2 separate regions of the Triticum aestivum genome follow, and region 2 is linked to region 1. A link is a contact called in public Hi-C data. All regions are on one chromosome and are shown on one strand. The core of a region is the stretch at or near the end of the contact, and the rest is flanking DNA. Distances in the headings are between cores, read along the strand shown. Region 1 holds the start of LOC123156428. Region 2 holds the start of LOC123159253 (thioredoxin O, mitochondrial).

What was found. Hi-C and Micro-C count contacts between places; a contact is called where the count stands out from the background.
Region 2: a contact with region 1 is called in a Hi-C map of leaf, with 4 times the contacts expected there. The contact joins the promoter of LOC123159253 here to the promoter of LOC123156428 in region 1. A contact is called at or near these places in 2 of 5 Hi-C or Micro-C datasets (both in leaf).

Annotation. Positions count from the first base shown.
Region 1 is chr7B:652,664,418-652,671,763 of IWGSC CS RefSeq v2.1, forward strand. LOC123156428 reads right to left here and starts at 4,500. Exons shown (of 6, transcript XR_006478082.1): 1 at 3,791-4,500; 2 at 3,141-3,431; 3 at 2,735-2,799; 4 at 1,512-1,664; 5 at 752-862; 6 at 165-460.
Region 2 is chr7B:652,974,294-652,981,204 of IWGSC CS RefSeq v2.1, forward strand. LOC123159253 (thioredoxin O, mitochondrial) reads right to left here and starts at 3,445. Exons shown (of 7, transcript XM_044577078.1): 1 at 3,249-3,445; 2 at 3,079-3,144; 3 at 2,910-2,960; 4 at 2,749-2,828; 5 at 699-743; 6 at 305-399; 7 at 1-41. The coding sequence starts at 3,432. The coding sequence ends at 32.

The DNA.
Region 1 (7,346 bases), core at 3,250-5,749:
GCAGTCCATTTCATTAAGCCCTTTTGTATCATATTTGCATCATTGCATAATATTCCCCGCACTATTGTTTGGGCCATTGCCTTTTTAGAGCCCAAATATTATTCGATCCAATAGAACATTCAATCTTTTTCAATCATATATTTCAATTTTACACATTTCAACACTAAACAATAAATAATTTTCTCAATTAAATGATCAAATCCAGAAATCACTAAATGAAACTCAAAACAGCACGTACACGACTACACGATCCATCAAGTGTCATACAATCAAATACACAGGCACCAAAACATGGTGGCAACATCAACTAAGACTATGATGCACAACTCCAGGCTGATCTTTGGTCACAGTAGCAGCCACCTCGACAACATAAGATCCTGATCTATATAAATTATTTACTTAAAGATTCTTCTCCTGGAGTTCCTTGTACACAAACTTTTGACGAATAAAGGCCAAAAATCTGCGGATTATAAATCAGAAAAGTTAGGGAACATGATCAAGTGTAGCCGTGCATATAACATTCTCCTAACAATGAAACATAGCTGCAGAATTTGAGATCTAATAAGAAACCATGCATATAACATTCTCATAACAACAAAACTGAGATATATTTGGAAAGGGCAAATGACAAGTATCAACCTACTGCTAGATAACAGAGCAAACATGTCAAAATTATTCAGATATCCTGATGTGTGTGTCACATTATACATGCATCAAGCTTCAGGCCATCAATTTTAGGATGAGTAGATACCTAACTTCATGTCGATGATATGGATGGGGCTGCAGTAGAACATCTGGTAAGCATCATCTTTGACGCTGAACGTTGCAGATACTTGTCCATTTAGTAGTCTATCATGCGGTCCTGCCATCGCGCTAGAGAGGATATGATAAGTCTAAAATACTATTAGCAGCCCACAATTCTAAAAAGGTGCTCTAAGATAGTGAACTAGTGGATATCACTCAAGTAAACTATTTTACTCCTTACATACAACAGTCAGGAATTAGTACAGTGAAGCAGGAGTAAGCTAATCATATAACATAAGGGTCGGGAATTCTATGCCTATTATTAAGAAAAAATGATACAAGTTAAGACTTTGTTTAACAGTAGGTCTAAGAAAATAAACTGTGCATTTGATGAGAATATAGCAACAGATTAAGAGCATATTGTTCAGCATCACACAGATAGTAGAACAATGCTACAAGAAGCTATTTGCATAAAGTAGAGAAGTACAAAACAACCTATTGACCATCCTACTGGTAGCAAGGACATAAAGATAATCACTTAATAAGATAAGAAGCAGACATGAATCACACAACTATGTACAATTCAATATCCCAGCTAAGAGTGAACATGTATTCAACATTTCCTGCATTTCAATACATGCACGACAGATTCATAGCAAAACTATATATAGTTGTACAAACATGCATGAACAGGAAAGCAACCAAACTACAAGAACATACAAGGAAACAGAGGAATCACTATAACCCATGGAGTGACAAGCACATACATGAACTCAAAGTAATGCCCAGCTAGACCAAAAGAAGCTGGATTAGTCGAAAGCACATATATGAGACGTGTTGTCGAGTCCCGCAGCCACCAACTCGCGCCGCTCGCCGCTGCGATCACCACCTTCGTTGTCGACGCGGCGGTGCTGCCAGACCTGCAAAAAACAGAGGAGGCGTGAATGGACATCACACTTGCCAACAAATTAACTATGCTACAGAATCATTTCATTAAAAAATTTGATTCAGGAACTAGCTTACTGAGTATGAAAAAAATGCTTAGAATAAAAATCATTTCAAGAAATGTTGAAGTAGCTAAAAAAACAAATTAAGCTATACCATTTCAGGAAAATGTGTAAGCTGTTCAACTTTTCTCACATTCACTCCAGCTGCTTCCAAACTTGATGATGTACCACCAGTGGGGACCCATGTTAATTGACTAGTTGTTCAAACACATGGGTCCCTAATCGAGTATCACCGGATAGAACTAGACAACAGATACAAAATGTTCTCAAAAAGACAGAACATTAACTAGTGTGTGTAGTACAGTGTGCCTAATGATTTAGTCTGCATGGTTTAGATGCTACTAGTACACATGGAAATTTTTATAGTCAGGAACAGAGAAGACAGTGCTGCAGGACCTGGGATACCAAATTAATCTTGGAAATGAAAATTGCAATAGGTACTAGATGTATATTGCTATAGATAAACCAATAGTAGTACTACTACTAGATGAAAAGATGTTGCATGGTAAATCTCCAAAGTATACAACCAAGAATATAAGAATAAACCTGTTTCATTACATAGTACTGCTATGTAATTGAAATGCAAAACATACATCTCCCATGTTCAGCAATCAGGAAACCATGGAGTTTCTACTACTCCTACATCAAAAAGCTGGTTATTTGAGATGCTAATGTTTACTTTTGAAGTACAGTTATGGTTATCTCAAAGAATTTGTGCCTCATAAACATGCATGGAATTTCTATCTCAAAGAAGTATACATATTTATCTTGTTTAATTAGGCCAGCAATGCAAAACAACCATGCAGAAATGTCAGGGCAACAGAGCAGCAAGGTACCATGCATAAGTAACACTACAGATATGTTAGACCAAAAGATGTGAGCGACGGTAGACTACACTAACACTAACTAGGTAACAGAATTACTTAAGACTGTAGCCCGGGAATTTGTTATTCACGCTAATATAAAATTCGCTCAAATGGAACCTTGGAAACACCCTTTCCCAAGTAGTTAGATCCACCGTCCCTCAGTTCCAAAGCTTCATAAAGACCTACAGAAGAGGGATGATTTAGCCAAGATTAGTTCAACAAAAATAATAAAATAACATTCGGTAAATAATGATACAAATAAGAGTTTGGAACAGGATGCCTTTTGGTGAAGTGTCTGTCAGGGAGAAGTGATTCAGAGTTTCAAAGTAAAGTTGTTTCTGAATACTAGTAGTGTAATTAGCTAGCTAGATGTGTGCAGGAAAGCTACTGTTCCTATTGGGTTGCAGCTTGTACTAGTTAGCTAGCTAGCTAAGGACTTGATAGTACTCTTTTTCCAGATAAAGAGCTGATGCTGCTAGTCCAATCACACAGTTTTAACCAGATTAGAGCAAAGACAACACACCAACGGCAGAACCAAGACCAAGTCTCGGCAATCCAATAGGAATCTCCGGAGCTCCATACATCGCCACACACACGGCCACGCACCACCTGGCCGCCCCCATCGTAAGTTTTCAACACACCACCACACCCGACATTGCAGCAAGCGCGCATGCGCTCACGCACATAGCACCGGTGCAAGGTCATGGGGGCACGCAGGTCATACCTGTGTGGGCATCGGTACTCGTCGCGGTAGAGCACAAGCTGGCGGTCAAACACAGTGAGCACGAGCTGGCCGTGTGGGTATCAGCTTCCCCTGATGACAGAATTATGCAAGTCAAAAACTCAATCAAGAACTGTAATGGTATATGCAATGCAGCAAACAATAATATTTTTTTCGTTTAGAAGTTGAGATGTCCCTGTGACTCGGTGGTGTCATGATTCTAAGCGTGGAATTGCAATTCTAAGCAAGCCTGGAGTATGATAGTGGTACATGACAGTATGTAGAACAGCAAGAGTAAACGCTAGGAATTAGGGATTTTAGGAGTAAGCAATTGTGTTCATCGAGAGACCGTAGCGAGCAAGCATCAGAGGGCCCAAGTGAGCCATGGCGTCGTCACGAGCTCAGTGACAAGTATTGGAGGTGAGGGACAGAGAAGGAGAGGAAGAGGGTACCTTGAAGACCTCCATGTCCATGGCATCGTCGAGCGCGGGGTTCTGTCCCAGCCGAGCGGCACACAGGTCTGTCGTCGTGTGGAAGAGCGGCGTTGGAGGGCGCGGCTGCGTGTCGGTGGAAGACGGCGGAGGCGTCCACCACGAGCACCTCTGTCGCCTCGCCGGTGCATCGCATGGAGATCATGGAGCGCGGGCACCTGACCTGCTCGATCTGGATGCCCCAACACCGAGGAAGATAGGGTGAGGAGAGGATGGGGCGGATGGATCTAGGAATGCCAGGTACATGAACCACCCGGTGTTCTTGTTCAGATCCGGCGGGGGCACCGCCTGTACATACTGATCCCCTCGCCCTACCGGCACGCGCGTGCTGTGGGGCGGTGGCTCCTCCCGTCCGGCTCGGTGTCGCAGGTATGGAGATAGGGCGAGGGGAGAGGGGCAGCGGCGGCAAGGTCGCTGGTGATGGAGCACGGCGGCGGCTGTGGGTAGGGTTTGGGGTGGGGCAGAGAGAGCTGTGGGCATGGCGGATCTGACGGTGCCTGCCTCCTTGATCTAGGGGCCCTGCTGTGGGATAGAAGGTGAGGGGATGTGGAGAGGATCGGGGGCAGTGGGCGGAGGTCGCCGCTGGAGAGGAGGTAGGTGGCGCGGGGGGTGCGGCGGATGTGGAGGAGAGGAGAGGAGAGATCGTGGGGTGGGAAAGGAGTCACGGTTGGTCTGGGGTCGTGCGGTGGCTGGATTGGGATGGTTGGATGGACGAAAAAGGATGTATGCCATGTCATCGATCCATGCCTTCGCTGATCCCACCAATCAGAATTAAGGCTATGTAAAAAATATGTCGTTTTCTCTTATAGTTTTTATCCTTTTATTTAGGGCAAACATTCAACATATTAACCACTTACGCCCCGTTTGATACCTCTGCATTTTCTACGTATTTAAAGAATGCTACGGTTTTTTCAAATACAATGGTTTTAAAGAATACTACGGTTTTTAATACTTCAGTTTTTTAGTACTTTACTATCAAACACAACCTTATAGTTTATTAAAATGAATCAATATAGTGCACATGTGTGTATTTTGGGATGACAAACAATGTTGATTTGGGGGGTTTCATTTTCTTTGCACAATTTTTTTTTCATTTTTCGAGTGCATAAAAAGGGTTTTTTGTGAAGAACCTAACAAATATTTTTCCCAAAATTGTACCAAATCATTTTTCTAAAATACTAGGCCATATTTAATGCACAATTGACCAAATGGTTTGGTGTCAAAATATTTGATCCACCTCTCGTGAAAAAAGACAAATTTCTGCCGATTTAGTAGGAAGCGGGTCAAATTTGAACTGCAGCTGCCTCGTAGTTTGCTCTTTATTTCTTCCAAAAATCATTTATAGGTACATAAGTATCTGTTTAATCGGACAAACATCAAAAGTTTTCCAAGATTCAACCACTAGCTAGGAACTGTCAAGCCCGCCGTTTTGACCGCATTTTGAAACGGGCCTAAAAATTCAAAAAAATCAAAAAATGGAAACCATTCGCATTGTGTCATTATATGTGACCAAGTTGCGAGACAAAATAGTAATTTGTAATACGTCAATTATTTTTAAAAAATGTTCTCAGAAATGAGCTATCATGCGTGAAGATTCATGACTTTCAAGCCAAATGATCAATCTTATGGTCACATTCATGGCATAGTTTGTTCAAATGATCTCATATTGTGCACAAGGGTGCATCTTGGAATTCCAAACAATGTTGTCTAAGGAAGTTTTTATTTTCTTTGCACGAAAAATTCATTTCCATTTTTTGAGTGCCCGAAATGAGTTTTTTGTGTGAAGGACCTACCATATTTTTTTTCCAAAATTGTACCAAATCATTTTTCTAAAATACTAGGCCATATTTAATGCACAATTGGCCAAATGGTTTGGTGTCAAAAGCCTTGATCCAACTCTGGTGAAAAAGACAAATTTCTGTCGATTCAGTAGGAAGCGGGTCAAATTTGAACTGCAGCTGCCTCGTAGTTTGCTTTTTATTTTTTCGAAAAATCATTTCTAGGTACATAAATATCTATTTAATAAGAGAAACATCAAAAATTTTCCAAGATTCAACCACTAGCTAGGAACGGTCAAGCCCAACGTTTTGACCGTATTTTGAAACGGGCATAAAAAATTCAAAAAAATCAAAAAAAATGGAAAACCTTCGCATTGTATCATTATATGTGATCAAATTGAAAGAAAAAAATAGTAAACTTGTAATATGGCAATTATTTTAAAAAATTGTTCTCAGAAATGAGCTATCATGCGTGAAGATCCATGGCTTTCAAGCCAAATGATCAATCTTATGGCCACATTCATGGCATAGTTTGTTCAAATGATCTCATATTGTGCACAAGGGTGCATATTGGAATTCCAAACATTGTTCCCTAAGGGAGTTTTCATTTTCTTTGCACAGAAAAATCATTTTCCATTTTTCGAGTGCCCGAAATGAGTTTTTTTGTGAAGGACCAACCATATATTTGTTGCAAAACTGGACCAAATTCAATTTTCTAAAATACTAGGCCATATTTAATGCACAATTAACAAAATGGTTGGGTGTCAAAAGTTTTGATCCACGTTTGGTGAAAAAGACAAATTCCCACCGATTCAGTAGGAAGCGGGTCAAATTTGAACTGCATCTACCTCATAGTTTGCTTTCTATTTTTTCCAAAAATCATTTCTAGGTACATAAGTATCTATTTAATCAGACAAACATCAAAAGTTTTCCAAGATTCAACCACTAGCTAGGAACGGTCAAGCCCACCGTTTTGACCACATTTTGAAACGGGCATAAAAATTTCAAAAAAAATAAAAAAATTGGAAAACCTTCGCATTATGTCATTATATGTGACCAAGTTTTCAGGAAAAATAATAAACTTGTAATACGGCAATTATTTTAAAAAAGTGTTCTCAGAAATGAGCTATCATGCGTGAAGATTCATGACTTTCAAGCCAAATGATCAATCTTACGGCCTCATTCATGGCATAGTTTGTTCCAATGATCTCATATTGTGGACAAGGGTGCATCTTGGAATTCCAAACAATGTTGCCTAAGGGAGTTTTCATTTTCTTTGGACAGAAAATTAGTTTTCCATTTTTTTAAGTGCCCGAAATGAGTTTTTTTTTGTGAAGGACCTACCATATATTTTTTCCAAAATTGTACCAAATCATTTTTCTAAAATACTAGGCCATATTTAATGTACAATTGACCAAATGGTTTGGTGTCAAAAGCCTTGATCCAACTCTGGTGAAAAAGACAAATTTCTGCCGATTTAGTAGGAAGCGGGTCAAATTTGAACTGCACCTGCCTCGTAGTTTGCTTTTTATTTTTTCCAAAAATCATTTCTAGGTACATAAGTATCTATTTAATCCGAGAAACATCAAAAGTTTTCCAAAATTCAACCACTAGCTAGGAATGGTCAAGCCCGGCGTTTTGAGCGCATTTTGAAACGGGCATAAAAAATTCAAAAAATTCAGAAAAAATGGAAAACCTTCGCATTGTATCATGATATGTGACCAAGTTGACAGAAAAAT
Region 2 (6,911 bases), core at 2,195-4,694, 310 kb after region 1:
TGCAAAGGAACTGTCCCCTTCCAAGTCAACTTCACTGTTGCCTGTGCAAGTACAATGTATAAAGTCAAGAGCACGGCAATATAAAGTATAATGTCAAGAGCATCACAATACAAAGTGCTGGAGACATGTTTAATATAGGCCCGTAGCATAATTACGCTTGTAGTTGAGTACAAGATTCAAACTATCATGGCCAGGCTTGTTTATTCTCGTTTACTTCACCGCAGATGAGATCATTCAAACAGCACTGTACTGTTTGTGTACCAAGAAAAAGAAAAAAAGGACGAGAAGAAATATAAGATCTTACTTGTGAAGACTTTCCATGGCAGCTTCAAGCTTCTTCACGTCAGCACCAACCACTTCGCTGCTCTTCTCGCCTTTGTGATAGAAGTGGAAAGTTGGCTGTGCCAGATTCAGCAAGAGTCAAATATTTGGATTACGAGTTAGGATGAAGGTTGGTAAGAACACAAAATACACAAACATGCTGGTAGAAGGATATTTCTATAATCTGGCTCTCACTTTAAGTGAACTCAACGAACATGCACGTATGCATTTAAAAAAAGTAAGGTTGAATCAATGCATATTCTCAGACTCCTCCAGTCACAAAAACATATGTAACGCATCATTACCATGAAACAGAATAGTACTGTAAAAATAAGAACAAAAATATCATGAATTACAATTTCAGGTATTCAACTTACGATGGAGAATATTTTCAGGTTACTAAGTCTGGTCCCAAGTCCATCCTGCAGCACAAGAGGAAAAGAAATAGTGTATCAATAACAGGAGCAGGCATACTGTTGAGAAATATAAATATAGCCACAACAGCAATGACTTTTAATGTATTTGAAATGCATTCCACCTTGCATGGTCAAATCATTCCACCTGGCATGTGCTGACAACTGTCGTGGTGTTTATTCCCAATAAGACATCCAGTTAACAAACTGAAGTAACCACTGTAACATTTGTCCCCTTTACACGCAATCCCAAATTCACAATAGAGTAAAAACACTGAACTGAACAGCACCTCAACAAACAGTACTTGATTTTGAATCTTTTCTACTGAGAGCACTATGCAGGTATGGACTAACTGTCAAGTCAATCTCTTACTATAAAAAAATGAGTATGCCCATACAAGGAAATCATGAACAGTAATTTTAAATAGGATTACTAAATTGCATTGGTCTATACTGGGTACATGCCTGGTACCGCATCATCACTTTCAGGCAAGTGATACTGCATAGATCATGCGTGTCTGGAATATGTTGCCGAAGGTAACTCGTCTGGACGAATTTGCTTAACTAAGTGCAGACCAGTTACAAAGCAATTTCATGTATTCTCAAAGTTCTAAAAGAAGGCTAACTGAGAGAGAAAAAATACTGTGGCTCTGAGTTATACCAAGCTTCAACCGTCGTAATGCTAGAAAGCTGGCAAATATAGCTATGCTGAACCAACCAACCAACCTAACAGAGTACAACTTGAGGCTTCCCTTTAGCATGTATGGTATAGGAGCAAACTTTTTTAATGGTCATAGTGCAATTCCACCAACCTAAGAGCATCTCTAGCAAACCCCTTAAAACGCACGAAACTGTAAAATAACCGCCGGTTTACAGTTTTAGACGGAAAAAGTGACCGGAATAGAACCCGTAAACAACTACGACCTGTAATTTTTTTAAGGGGAGCGGACGAAGGAGCTAGCTAACTAGCTAGCTGAATTGATTCGAGCTAGCTAGCTAGCTAGCTTCGTGCGCTGTCTTTGGTCGCCGGCGGCTTCGTATTTGGTCGCTTCCAGCTAGCTAGACGCCGGCGGCTTCGTATTTGGCCACTTCGTGCGCTGTACGCCAGTTTCGTAGGAGCGAGTTAGCTGATCGTGGACACGGCCGAGAGGAAGAAGAAGACTTGGAAAAAAATATAAGCGAATATTCGGTTTTACAGTTTAAGTTCAAGGGCTCTGTTCGGCCGCAGCTCAAACCAACCCTTAAAACGCGTTTTCCGCGAACTGAAAACCGCGTTTTCAGTTCCGCGGTTTAAGGGGTCTGCTAGAGATGCTCTAACAGAGTAATTCTGCATAAATCCTCCCAATGGGTGCTATACTGACCTTATGACCACATCACAACTTTCGCCCAAGTGACACCACATAGATATTTTCTTAAACGGAGGCAAAAGCTTCGCCTCATCATATTAATTAAGGAGTTTTACAGAAAGAACAAGGGCACACGTACCAAACAATCAGGACTTAGCACCGGCAAAAGCCTCCTGCTAGATTTTTGGAAAGATCGAGCCTACAGAATATCCAACTAACTGTGGACTAGTTATGAAGCAACTTTTACAATGATCCTGGACAAGTGACGGTGCTAACTTAATTCTCAAACTCCTAAGAGAGCCAAGTGAACAAGAAAATGTGGCTCTGAGTGAGCCCAAACTTGATTCACCAAGAAAGCTGACAGATATATTTATTTAGATCCAACTCTATGAGATCACAACTTAAGGCTTCATTTTAACAGGCATGGTCTTATCAACAATTACTTGTCATAACTTAATTTCAAACGTCGCAGTTTACGTGACACAACTTGACGAATGAACACAAGGAGTGTGATGCAGTGATCTTTGGTAAAATAAGGTTACAACTTAGAACAGACTCATACAGTCACACTCATGCAAATTTACCATTCATATCCAAACAGAGCACACTTTAACATGGAATATGCTAGCAGATGAACATTACAGCAAGGCTGAAATCCGATCGCTTACCATGTCGATGTCGACTTTGTACACGGGTATCTTGGGGTACTGCCTGCTCATCTTCTCAATCACAGGTGCCATCATCCGACCTGCAACACCAAACAACATAATTGTAGCTCTCTCTAGTCACTCACTCAAATCCCAATTCATGGCACGGAGGCGGCACTTACACGGCCCGCACCAGACCGCCGTGTAGTAGAAGACGGCGGGGAGCTTCTCCACTGCAAAAGGCAAGAGCCACCACACCACACACGTGAGAACGAAACTCGCGCACGCATCGTAGTGCCAACAGAATCGGTGGAAAAGCTGGAGCGAGAAGGGAGGGGATCGGCGCCGCACCTTGCACCTTGGCGTGGATGTCCTCGAAGGAGTCCGCGGAGCCGACGACCACCATGCTGGAATCGCCTGCGGGAGCCGGGAAAGAAACTGTCAGCGCCGGTCCAGGGCCACGGGGAAGCGAAGGATCGGCGGGGAGGAGGAGTTGGGGGAAGGAGGCGTTTCGGGCGTACCTGCGGATGACGAGGAGAAGAGGCGGGGGAAGGCGGAGAGCGAGGGCGTCAGCGTCGGGGAGGAGGGAGAGGGACGGAGGTGGGCGGCGGGGCTAGGGTTTAGGGCGGGGAGGCGGGGCTGGGGCTTGGGGGCGGCGGCGAGGGGGAGGAGGAGGCGAGGGAGACGGCAGAGTCGGCGAGCCATGCCACGGATCGATCCCGCTGGGTAAAAGACGATTTTGCCCTTGTATAATAGCCTGGGTGGGTACGGCAGGCCCATCATGAATGGGCCTATACGGGCCGAATGCGGCAGGTGGGCTCTTGGGCCTCTTGTTCCAGCACCGGACGGTTAGGCCCCGTTCGGTTTGGAGTTGAAGAAACCACAGGAATTGCTGAGGATACATGGGAGCTCCTAGTTGGCGCTGTAGGCGCCGGTTCGCGCCGCTGGCGCCCGCGCGGACAGGAACTGGGCCGGCCCAGCAAGCTGCTGAGAAGCAAAAAGCGAGGGAAAATTTTTAGTGTACGAGGTTTATTTGGGAGAAAGCGGGAGTCGAACTCGTAACGCCCAACAAAACGACCACATGGGTCAACCACTGGACCAAAGCTCGGTGTGATGCTCATTTTGGGAAATCATCACTCTTTAATATTTCATACAGTACAAACATTAAACATATACTACTATTATATACCCCCCTATAAATTCTTTGAATAAACAAAACATAAATTGAAAATGCATTCATATAGACCATGAATTGAAAAGAAAAGTTTGAAAATTGGAAAAAGTTAGTGAGTTTGAAAAAAGTTCATCGAATTTGAAAAAAAAGTTCATCAATTTGAAAAAAAATTCATCAAATTTGAAAAAAGTTCATTGAATTTGAAAAAAGTTCATTAAATTTTAAAAAAAAGTTCATCAAACTTGAAAAAAGTTCATCGAATTTGGAAAAAAGTTCATCCAATTTGGAAAAAGTTCATCGAATTTGAAAAAAAGTTCATCGAATTTCAAAAAAGTTTATCAAATTTCAAAAAAAGTTCAGTGAATTTAATAAAGTTCATCGAATTTCAAAAAAGTTCACCAAATTTCAAAAAAGTTCATCGAATTTGAAAAAAAGTTCACGTATTTAAAAATAATTTCACGAATTAGAAAAATCACGTACTAAAGAAAACAAAAAAGGTGAGAGAAAAAGAATAAGAATAAACCAAATTAAAGAATGAGAATAAAAGAAAAAAATGCACTATATTTACACTCGCGGGCGGATAGCGTGGTGGCTAGAGCCGATCGCTAGCAATGAACCGATGCGGCGTTTGCAAATTGCACTGTAACGGGCGCTGCAAGCGCCAAATAGGAATTCCCAGGATACATGAACACTACATGAATATAATGCTAAAACATAGGAACCAGAAATTCTGAGAAAGATCTGGGATTTGGCGTTCGGCTTGCAGGAAGAGAAACAAAGGAATGTGTGGACCCTAGTCACAACGGATGGTGCAAAAACTCATTTTTTATTCTTGCAGATGTCACTTCATGTAGCTGTGGGGCTTAAGACCGAGTCAGCAGAGACACGTACATTGGCTTTCCTTTGCATTGCCTCGGGACTCCGCCCAGAAAAAGAGAATCAGGTGGATTCTTTTTTTCCTGTGAATCTGAGGGCTATCGAGCCGTTCCTCTGGAATCTCTCCCTTCCAATCCTTCACACCGAACGTCCCTTTTGTGAAACTTCCCCCGGGTTTTGGATTCCTGCAGTTTCCTTGTGAAATTCCTATGTACCGAACGCACCCTTAGTTTTTTTCTCTCGATTCTTGTCTCAGATTTCCACAGATAAAGCCCGACAATTTCCCGCATATTCTTTTTGAACATGCTCCTAGAGAGACTAATAGTGCTGCCAATAATTTAAGTCAAACTAAGTAGAAGTAAAGTGTGTGCGGTGTGGATGGAAGATCCACACGTACAGATTGTTGATACTCTTGCAAAATATTCTATGGTGATCATCTTGCAATAAAGAGTATTTTGATGTCAAAAAAAATCGACTGTACATAAGGGCGTCACCAAAGCTGATCCTCGAACTGCTTGCAACCGTCTGTACTGTACAGTCCGGACATTTTTTGGTCATCCAAGGCGGGCTTGTATATGTCTGCAGGGTGGTCCTTTTTCCCACAAACCGGAAGCAAACGCGGGGGGGGGGGGGGGGGGTGCTTTGCGGGAGTCCGGATAGCAGCCACGTAGAACTCTGACACTCCCAGCTCACCCAAAACTCCTCCCGGACCCGCGCCTCCATTATTTTTCATCTTTCTCTGTATCTGTTTCTCTATTGTCGACACCTCCGCTCCACCACCCCGGTCGCTCAACCCAAACCTTCCTGGAACTCCATAGTCATATTTGCTACTAGCATGGTGTCGGTGTTTGAATCTCAGTACCTGAGAGAACAAACTATCACATACATCGAGAGATCTTTGCAATGTCTGAAGGAAGTGGGTGGCCAGGTTTGCTTGAATCTCTTGACTATCTGCACTGGAGATGGAAGAATTACCCAAAAGCTCTATAATGGGAATATCAGGGCTATGTTAAGAAGCCAACCATCATTACTGAAGGAGTTACATCACACGATCTTTGGATTTGGCATGTCCGGGTCTCACAATGGCATCAATGTGTTGCACGTACGATAACTAGGATGACTGAAGGGAAAGCTCCTCCTTGCCACTATAAATGTCAATGGGCATGAATACAACATGGGCTACTATCTGGTCGACGGTATCTATCCTCTGTGGGCTACCTTTTTCAATACCATCTCTGACCCAGCTGGTCAGAAAAAGTCTCACTTTACCCAAAGACAAGAAACAGCTAGAAAAGATGTTGAATGGGCATTTGGAGTTCTGCAGGCCCGTTTTGCAGTTGTCCACAAACCTTGTTGAAGGTGATGACATTTTGTGCGATCATGCACAACATGATTGTGGAGGACGACGGTGAGGATGTTGTCGCAACTCTTGAATTTGAGAACATGGGTGAGCCTATCGAACTTCTAGAGCATAATACGAGTTTGTTCAAATGCATCAACAAATCCGGCGTCGAGCAACTCCTGAGCAACTGAAGAAAGATTTGATTGAGCATCTGAGGGCGGTTAAAGGGGACGAACCATGTGGTCGAACTAGTTGATCTTTCAAACAAATAGTTTTGCTAAAGCACATCTAGATGTGTCATAAGTAGTGCACATCTAAGTCCTATCTCATTGATCTTACGTGAAGAAGATCTGGGTGGATATTTTTTTCTTTTTTATGGTTGATTGAGTCACTTAGATATGCAATAATTAGGACATATCTAGATTCATAAGTATTGCACATCTAAATTCGGTCTCACTAATCTTACGTAAAATTCGTGTGTGTATTTTCTTTTTTTTCTTTTTCTTTTGTTTTATGGTTGATTGAGTCATTTAGATGCGCAAATAACTAGGGCACATCTAGACGTGTTCTAGACAGACCCAAAATATATATTGTTCGTATAAACGCAGTAGCTAGCCACTTCTTTATTTTCCGGAATTAGAGCGTTTTTCCTCCTCCACAAGAAACTCTCCTCTAATATAGGGTTTCCGCGCCTCCCACTGGCGGTGTCGCCGATCTTTTTTTGTCTCCTTTGGCCTTAGGACCATGGAGGCGTGCTGGATTCCGGCCCTTGCCGGTGGGAGGGCTCCTGCT